2 separate regions of the Ovis aries genome follow, and region 1 is linked to region 2. Evidence: chromatin contacts called from public Hi-C data. All regions are on one chromosome and are shown on one strand. The core of a region is the stretch at or near the end of the contact, and the rest is flanking DNA. Distances in the headings are between cores, read along the strand shown. Region 1 has its middle 180 kb from the start of TRNAS-GGA. Region 2 has its middle 26 kb from the start of TRNAS-GGA.

Region 1 (3,201 bases), core at 310-2,809, 200 kb after region 2:
ATGATGTGTGTCTGTATTTCCTTCTCTCAATCTTCTGTGAGCTCAGCTTTATTTACTTTTTTGTGCTGAATATCTAATATACCGTCTGGAGGGTGGTAAGATCACAAAAATTGCATTTTTGTGATCTACATTGCATTTCAATGTCCTACATTTTCTTTAATGTAAGACATTAAAGAAATTTTAGATTTAAGAAAAACAGTAATGTAATAAGAGATAAAATCAATTAAAAAATAAAATCTTTAGTTTTTCTTTTATTTTTTCCCCTTCATTATCAGAAAAAATGATGGTCTGGATACTTCAGACAACAAAATGGAATCCTCCTTCCCCACCTTACAACCTCCAAGCCTCCCTTGAATATTACCTCAACTTGTTATGTGGAGTTGTGAGCATCTGTCCTTTCTATTTAAGGCTGTGTGTAACCATTTTCTGTTATAAAAAAAAAAAAAAAAAGGTCAAGTCTTGCAGCAATGGTTTGCTGAAGCTGGTGAAATGGATTGGTTTTGTTGACAAATCATCTCGGTCTGAATTGCTGACATTTCTCAGCCCTCTGCTGGATTGCACAACATTATGCAACTTTATGTGGAAATAAATGAGTTTATTAGCAGTGAGTTGTGTGCTTGTGGCTGTGTCTGTGTGTGATCATAAACATCTTCTGTGGGTACTTACAGCAATAATGACACCACTTTTTTTTCAGTTCACCCTTTATCATAAACTATGCCATTATTCATTTCAGTGGGTGCATCTGACCTCAAAGAATGTTATGAGAGTAGCTTGCTGAGACAGAGTAATGGACAGTAGACTCTGAGTAATCCTCCTCTGGCAGGGCCATGTGATAGCTGAGCAGATGGCCTTTTCTATGTTGGTGGTCTGTAAGATCTCTTCACTAAACCATTCACATGGAACACGCTAGACCCAGGAGTTTTCAGTGACTTAAAACAGCAGTGTTTTCTGGACTAGTCAGCCTTGGTCATTGTGGGGTGAACCTGTGCCTCCAGGGTGTGCTTCCAGAGGAGACTCAGCTGAATGGAGATTCCTACGCTAACAGAGCACACCGCCCTCAGAGAACTGGACAAGCCGAGGAAGTGCTCGACCCCTCAAGTGGCAGGAGTCCAAAAACAAGCACAGAGCTAACAGCTAAACTCAAGGATGACCAGGATGGTTGCTGTGTGGGGATGGAGTGACTTAGGCAAGATTAGCAGGGAAAGCTTGGAGGGAGACCAGCATTGGACTAGTGGAAATAGGTTATGGTCAACAAAAAGGAGCTGGGAGAATGTTCTAGTTTGCCTGGGGTAGGTCATTTGGGAAGTTAGGAGGAAGGAGTTGTGAGCTATGGGATATGGAAGGGAAATGAAACTGTTATATAAGTAGGCCAACTAAAATTCCCTCAGGAAAAAAAAAAAGTCACTACAACCTGAATCACTAAAGAGTTTTAAGTAAGACGCTAAAACAGAAGCAGAATCTGGGCTCCATTCAGCAAATATTTATCATGTGTTTGCTATCAGCAGGGCACTGGACTTGCTGTTGGAGGACAAAGGTGAGTAAGGAATGGTCTGCCCTGTAGGGTCTTAGTCTGGTCAGAGATGAGCTGTGAATGGCTTATTCAACATGCTGTGCCAAGTGCTTCACGAAAGCTGTTCCCAGGGCACGAGGGAAGCACAGAGGGGGAGAACCCAAGTTGACTTTGAGAAGAATTGAGGAGAAGGTGTTGCTGTGGTTGTGGACAGGTGAATATTAGAAGAGCCAGAGGACTAATTCCAACAAAGAGGCACGTGTGTGGTGGAGGAGTGGAAAGGTTGGAAAGATTCTGTTAGGTAGAAAGGGTAGTTGGAGGAAAAATCCCCACACATGAAACACTCATGGTATTTGCTGAAGCTGCTTACTGAATTTGAACTGCTGGGTCATCAGCTTTGAGTTGAGGTTGGGTGGGTGGTGGGAGATACATCTGGGACCAGAGGCTAGGGCTGTGTTTCCATCACAGCTTAGTTTTGAATGATGAGAAGAGCTTGTGAGGTGTTTGAACACGGGCACTGGAGTGGTGGGGCTTTAGAATCATCCCTCTGATAAGTGTGAGGAAGGGTGGGTGAGGGTGCTGGGTGTTAACAGTTAAGAGACTGTTTGAGTTGGAGGTTTTAAGCACTTGACTAGGGTGATGGCAGTGAGATTGGAAAGGAGTGACAGGTACAGGAAAGAATTTTCATGTGAAGGTCTGAGGGTGCTGGAATTATTAGGTCACGAAGGGATGGAGAGAGGAATCTGGGATCACTGGGAGATTCCTGTCTTTGATGGCTGAGTTCTTGGTGCTGCCTCCAACTCCCCTGGGGTTTGACAGGTGGAGGAGCCTCGGTGGAATCCAGTATAAAAGAAGACTGGAAGTGAATCAGCTTTATTCCAGTCACTAGTAGTTGCACTGACAGAACTGGAGTTTTATTGCTAGTTCTGGCTCCATCCTGTCCTGGTGGTTCCGTCACCACAAGTGAGTAAGGGAACCTCGTGCAGCTTCTGCTTGGTCATCTGCAGGTGATCATCACCTGTGATGTCTGCCCCAGAGGAGGGCTGTGAGGATCTCTCTGGAGGTGGATGGGAGGGACCCAGAGCACTGTGCTCCTGGTGGACCACAATGTTCCAGAGATGGCTCTCCGTCCATGTTCTCTGCTCGGCTGTGTTTTTGGAGTGTGGGGAAATAGTGGAGCTCTGCCCAAGAATCCCCCCCTTACCACGAATGCTAACGGAGCAGACACTCAAGACCAGCAGAGATGACTCAGCATTTTTGAGGGTTTGTGGGTTTAACTTTGAGTCAACGTTATTCTAACACTTTAACTTCACTTAATATTTACAGTGCGTAGTATTTGGTAAATGGGGGCACAGAGCCGGGAGGGGCTTCAGGGCCAACAGAATCCTTTCTCGGCAGCTCTAGGAAATCCAGAATGATATTTTTTTTCCCCACCTGGCAATTTTATTGTAATAGTTGAAAAATTTGAGCAGATTTAAATGCTTGTTATTAAAAAATGAAAAGAATAGGAGGCCACACAGACTCATCAGGAAAGATGCCAGTTGCAGTTCTGAATATGTGAAAATAAAAAAGAGGTGAAGTATCTCTGAATCTTCCTGTCACAACCCCTCCCTGCCCCCCAGACCAACTTTGTCATAAGCCACCACGGTTCAGAGTTCACAGACAGGAAAGAAACAGATCAATTGGTGGAG
Region 2 (3,510 bases), core at 628-3,127:
CAAGCATTGTTAAGTGATTATTTCTGGACTAGATTGCAAAGAAAACTCAAACATAAATATGGTCTGAGTTTCTGAGTTTCTCATCATCTGGTCAGGGAGCATATTAGCTGGGAATGCTTTTAGCTCCAGTCAGCAAAATAGCTAAAAAATGTCTTATATTAGAAGTGTGGTGATATGCACTCACTGAGGCTGTTTTAGTAGCTTAAAGACATCAGGGCTCTGGGCTGTCATCTCTTTGCGGTGCTTGGCCTTCTTCCTCATGGTCGCAAAAAAGTTGCAGCTGCTCTAATCATTTTGCCCTCACCTGTCTATGTTCAAAAGCAGAGAAAATGGGCAATGTTGGGGCAGGAAAGCTCCCTCTCATGATGTTCCTCTCTTATCAGGAAGAAAAGTGTTTCCGGAAAGTGTCTAGCAGCCTTCTTTCATCTCCTGAGTCAGAAATGGGGCTCAGTTACATCCTCAGACCAGAAGCTGGATCTACTTCTGGAGATGAAGGCATCTCCAGCCAGTGCCAAACAAAATTCTTGTTCTGTGAATAAGGAAAGAGGGAACAATGACTTTTGAGCATCTGGGCAATAGTGTCTGCCCAGAGGAATAGTCACTTATACACATGTAAGTGTGTGTGTATAAGTGTATATCCATATATATACTAAAGTGAAATAAGCGCTAGTAGAAGTATTCTAGTATCTTCTCTATGACCTTAGTAAACCACACCTCTCTGAGACTCAGTTTTCTCATCTATAAAATGGAGAAGGGAATGCTTGCCCTGCCCACATCCAGGGCTATGTGAGAATCATGTTTTAGATGAGTGCTTTGTAAACCAGATAGCACTAAACATCTATTGCTTTTTAAAAATATTTATTTATTTGGCTGTGTCGAGTCTTTAGTTGCGGCATGAGAACTCTTAGTTGCTACATGTGGGATCTGGTTCCCTGACCAGGGATGGAACCCAGGCCCCCTGCTTTTGGAGTGAGGACTCTTAGCCCCTGGACCTAGTGGACTGGCAGGGAAGCCCCTACCTGTTGGTTTTTCAGTACGAATGTTGTCCTTGTTCGGGGCCACCTCAGTGGTTCTGCTGATGGATACTTTGGCATAGTCAGTTTGGGCCTGGAGGTGGGACAGAGGGCAGGGCCTCAAGGAAGCTAGACCAGGATCAGTTCAGGCCTAAAGCTGGGACAGTGAGGAGGGTTCAAAAGCTCCTCGTTACGTGTCTATGCGCAGAACCTGAGCCTGACCAGGACTTGGGAGAACAAAGGCTTTCTGCTCTTACTGTGGTCTGTATCTGGGGGCAGTGCTTTTGGATTCTGGGGTTTCTTAGACTCCAGTGTGGGAAGGTAGACACCTAGAAAATGTCTTCCAGAGGGAACCCATGGTGGATGCTGACAGAGAGGAATTCACACACCTTTACCTGATGTTTTGTCTTTCGGGAGGACAGTGGGCTGGTGAGGAGAAAGCCCCTCAGAGAGCGCCTGAGGTAGTCGTCCCTTCCACAGGTGGACGGAGGTGGTGGGAGAAGACGCGCTTCTCTCAAGCAAGGAGCTGTAGCTCAGCCTTTCAAAACAACCTGGACAGGAGGAAAAATTGAGTTAGCTGGAATGGGAGGTCGATCAGGGGAGGACTTGAAGGGGGACCTTGGTGATTAAGTTCAACCGTTTCCTTTTTGTGGGTGTGGGAGAGAAATATTTCTGAATTTGCCCTGACCTTTTAAACTTTAGCCTGCTTGCTAAGCTGGTTGAAGCCCAAGTTCCTCTTCTAACCACAAAAGTCCTTTGCTTTCTCCCTGGAAATGTGGAGGCTTGCCATTACCCACATCTGCCAGAAACTCCCCTCTGTAAACCTTGTTTGAACCTTGGTCCACGTTTCACCAACCTGCTTCCATTTACTGAGGCAGCTTGGTAAACAGACGGCTCTGGGCGCAGTTAATAATCTTGTCATTTTTACCTTGTGGTCTTTTATATCTACCTCACACATCCAGTTAAATTAAATTGCCATCAGTCTCTTCCCCACCAGGGTGAAGATTAATGGGCCTTCAGCTGTCCCCTTCCAACACAGGCAGTGGTCACGTCCTGAAGAGAAATGCTGTGGGTAATAAATTATGAACTGTCATCGCAGAAGATGGTGGGCAGCTCCAGAGCCTTCTCAGTTCACAGGGGTTTGAGCTTGGCGTGTGCAGGGTTGAAGATGGGCATCTTGTCATGACACCTGTTAACGCCGATGCTTCTGAGATGCAGAGGAGGTTGGGACTCAGCAACCATGGAAAGTACATGGCCAAGAGTAGTTTCTGCTGAACCCAGTTTCTGCTGGGGAGGCTCTGGGAGTGTTGGGGGCAGGTGGGTCTTTTCCCAGAATGGGTGGCTTTCTAGAAGTTTCTAGGGGGCAGCTGCTCATTGCCAGGAAAGCACAGCTTTGGCTGACCTGTCTTCAGTTTCCTGTTGAATATGGGTTTCTGCGTGCATGCGTGCTAAGTCGCTTCAGTGTGTCCTACTCTTTGCAACTCTATATGGCGGACTATAGCCCGCCACATCCCTCTGTCCATGGGATTCTCCAGGCAAGAACACTGGAGTGTGTTGTCATATCAGTCAGCTATCTCTGGAGTCCTCTCTTAGAACTTCTGGGACTCCCACGAGATTTCCTCCCAAAGTGTCATACCACAAGCTCCAATGAGGTTTGAAAATGTGCGATGGTCTCATAGTACTAGTGATGTAAATGTTCCCCCAGCACTCAGGTAGCTGTACCGTCTTCTGCTGGCCAGTTGTTGGGAAGACTTCTGAAGTCATCAGTGGAAGGGAACCAATTCCTTATTCTGTCTTAGACTTGATTCACATTGCAGTTGTTCATTCTTCTACTGATGGATTGAGTTCTAAAAAGCCATATAGTGTTTTAAAATAGAAATCTTACTGATACCAGATATCCTTTCTGGTGTATCCTAGAAGCAAAATCAGGAGTACAGTTGGTAAAGCAATTCCAGTCTGTACAGTTGAATGCTTTTGCTCATTTCCTCCCTTGATCATTGAATCTCAGCTTGCTAATGACATTGACCTTGCTAATGACATTCTTTCTGTTCTGGGAAACATTTCCTCTGCTGGTTGGGTCCCTCTGAAGGGAAACTGGTTCCAGGAACCAGAAGAGAAGTGGACCTCACGAACCTGAGGAGCCAATAGCTGTTACCCATTCATTTTTACCGAATGAATCAATAACATTATAATACTATCGAATTTTAATTAGGATGCCCATATATTCTGAAGAGCTGTGTGATCTTTAGTAAGTCATTTCAATGTCTTTTGACCTTCCCTTTTTTCATATGTAAAATGAAGATACAAATGATCAGCCTTACTGCTTTTATAGTTTGAGTAAAAAAAAGTTACAGCATTCAGAGCTAGCGATATGCATGGTGCTTTACTGACTTGTCTGCAGTTCACTGGGCTAGTGGCATCTACATAGCCTGTTACACTGTGCAAGGTACTTAATATGTCTGTTGTTATTTTCTCCATTTTAAATTCCTTGCAGGTA

What was found. A called contact is a pair of places that touch in the nucleus more often than the background predicts.
Region 1: a contact with region 2 is called in a Hi-C map of liver, with 3 times the contacts expected there. The contact joins two enhancer-like sites. A contact is called at or near these places in 3 of 16 Hi-C or Micro-C datasets (liver, mixed tissues and skin fibroblasts).

What each region holds. Positions count from the first base shown.
Region 1 is chr12:23,808,367-23,811,567 of ARS-UI_Ramb_v3.0, forward strand. No RefSeq gene overlaps it. Among named protein-coding and RNA genes, the nearest start is that of TRNAS-GGA, 180 kb to the left of the region's middle. Within about 2 kb of position 1,560, at least 9 of the 54 cell types and tissues checked have an H3K27ac peak or open chromatin away from gene starts, as enhancers often do. A contact at or near this core is called in liver, where this site is marked.
Region 2 is chr12:23,604,749-23,608,258 of ARS-UI_Ramb_v3.0, forward strand. No RefSeq gene overlaps it. Among named protein-coding and RNA genes, the nearest start is that of TRNAS-GGA, 26 kb to the right of the region's middle. Within about 2 kb of position 1,878, at least 1 of the 54 cell types and tissues checked has an H3K27ac peak or open chromatin away from gene starts, as enhancers often do. A contact at or near this core is called in liver, where this site is marked.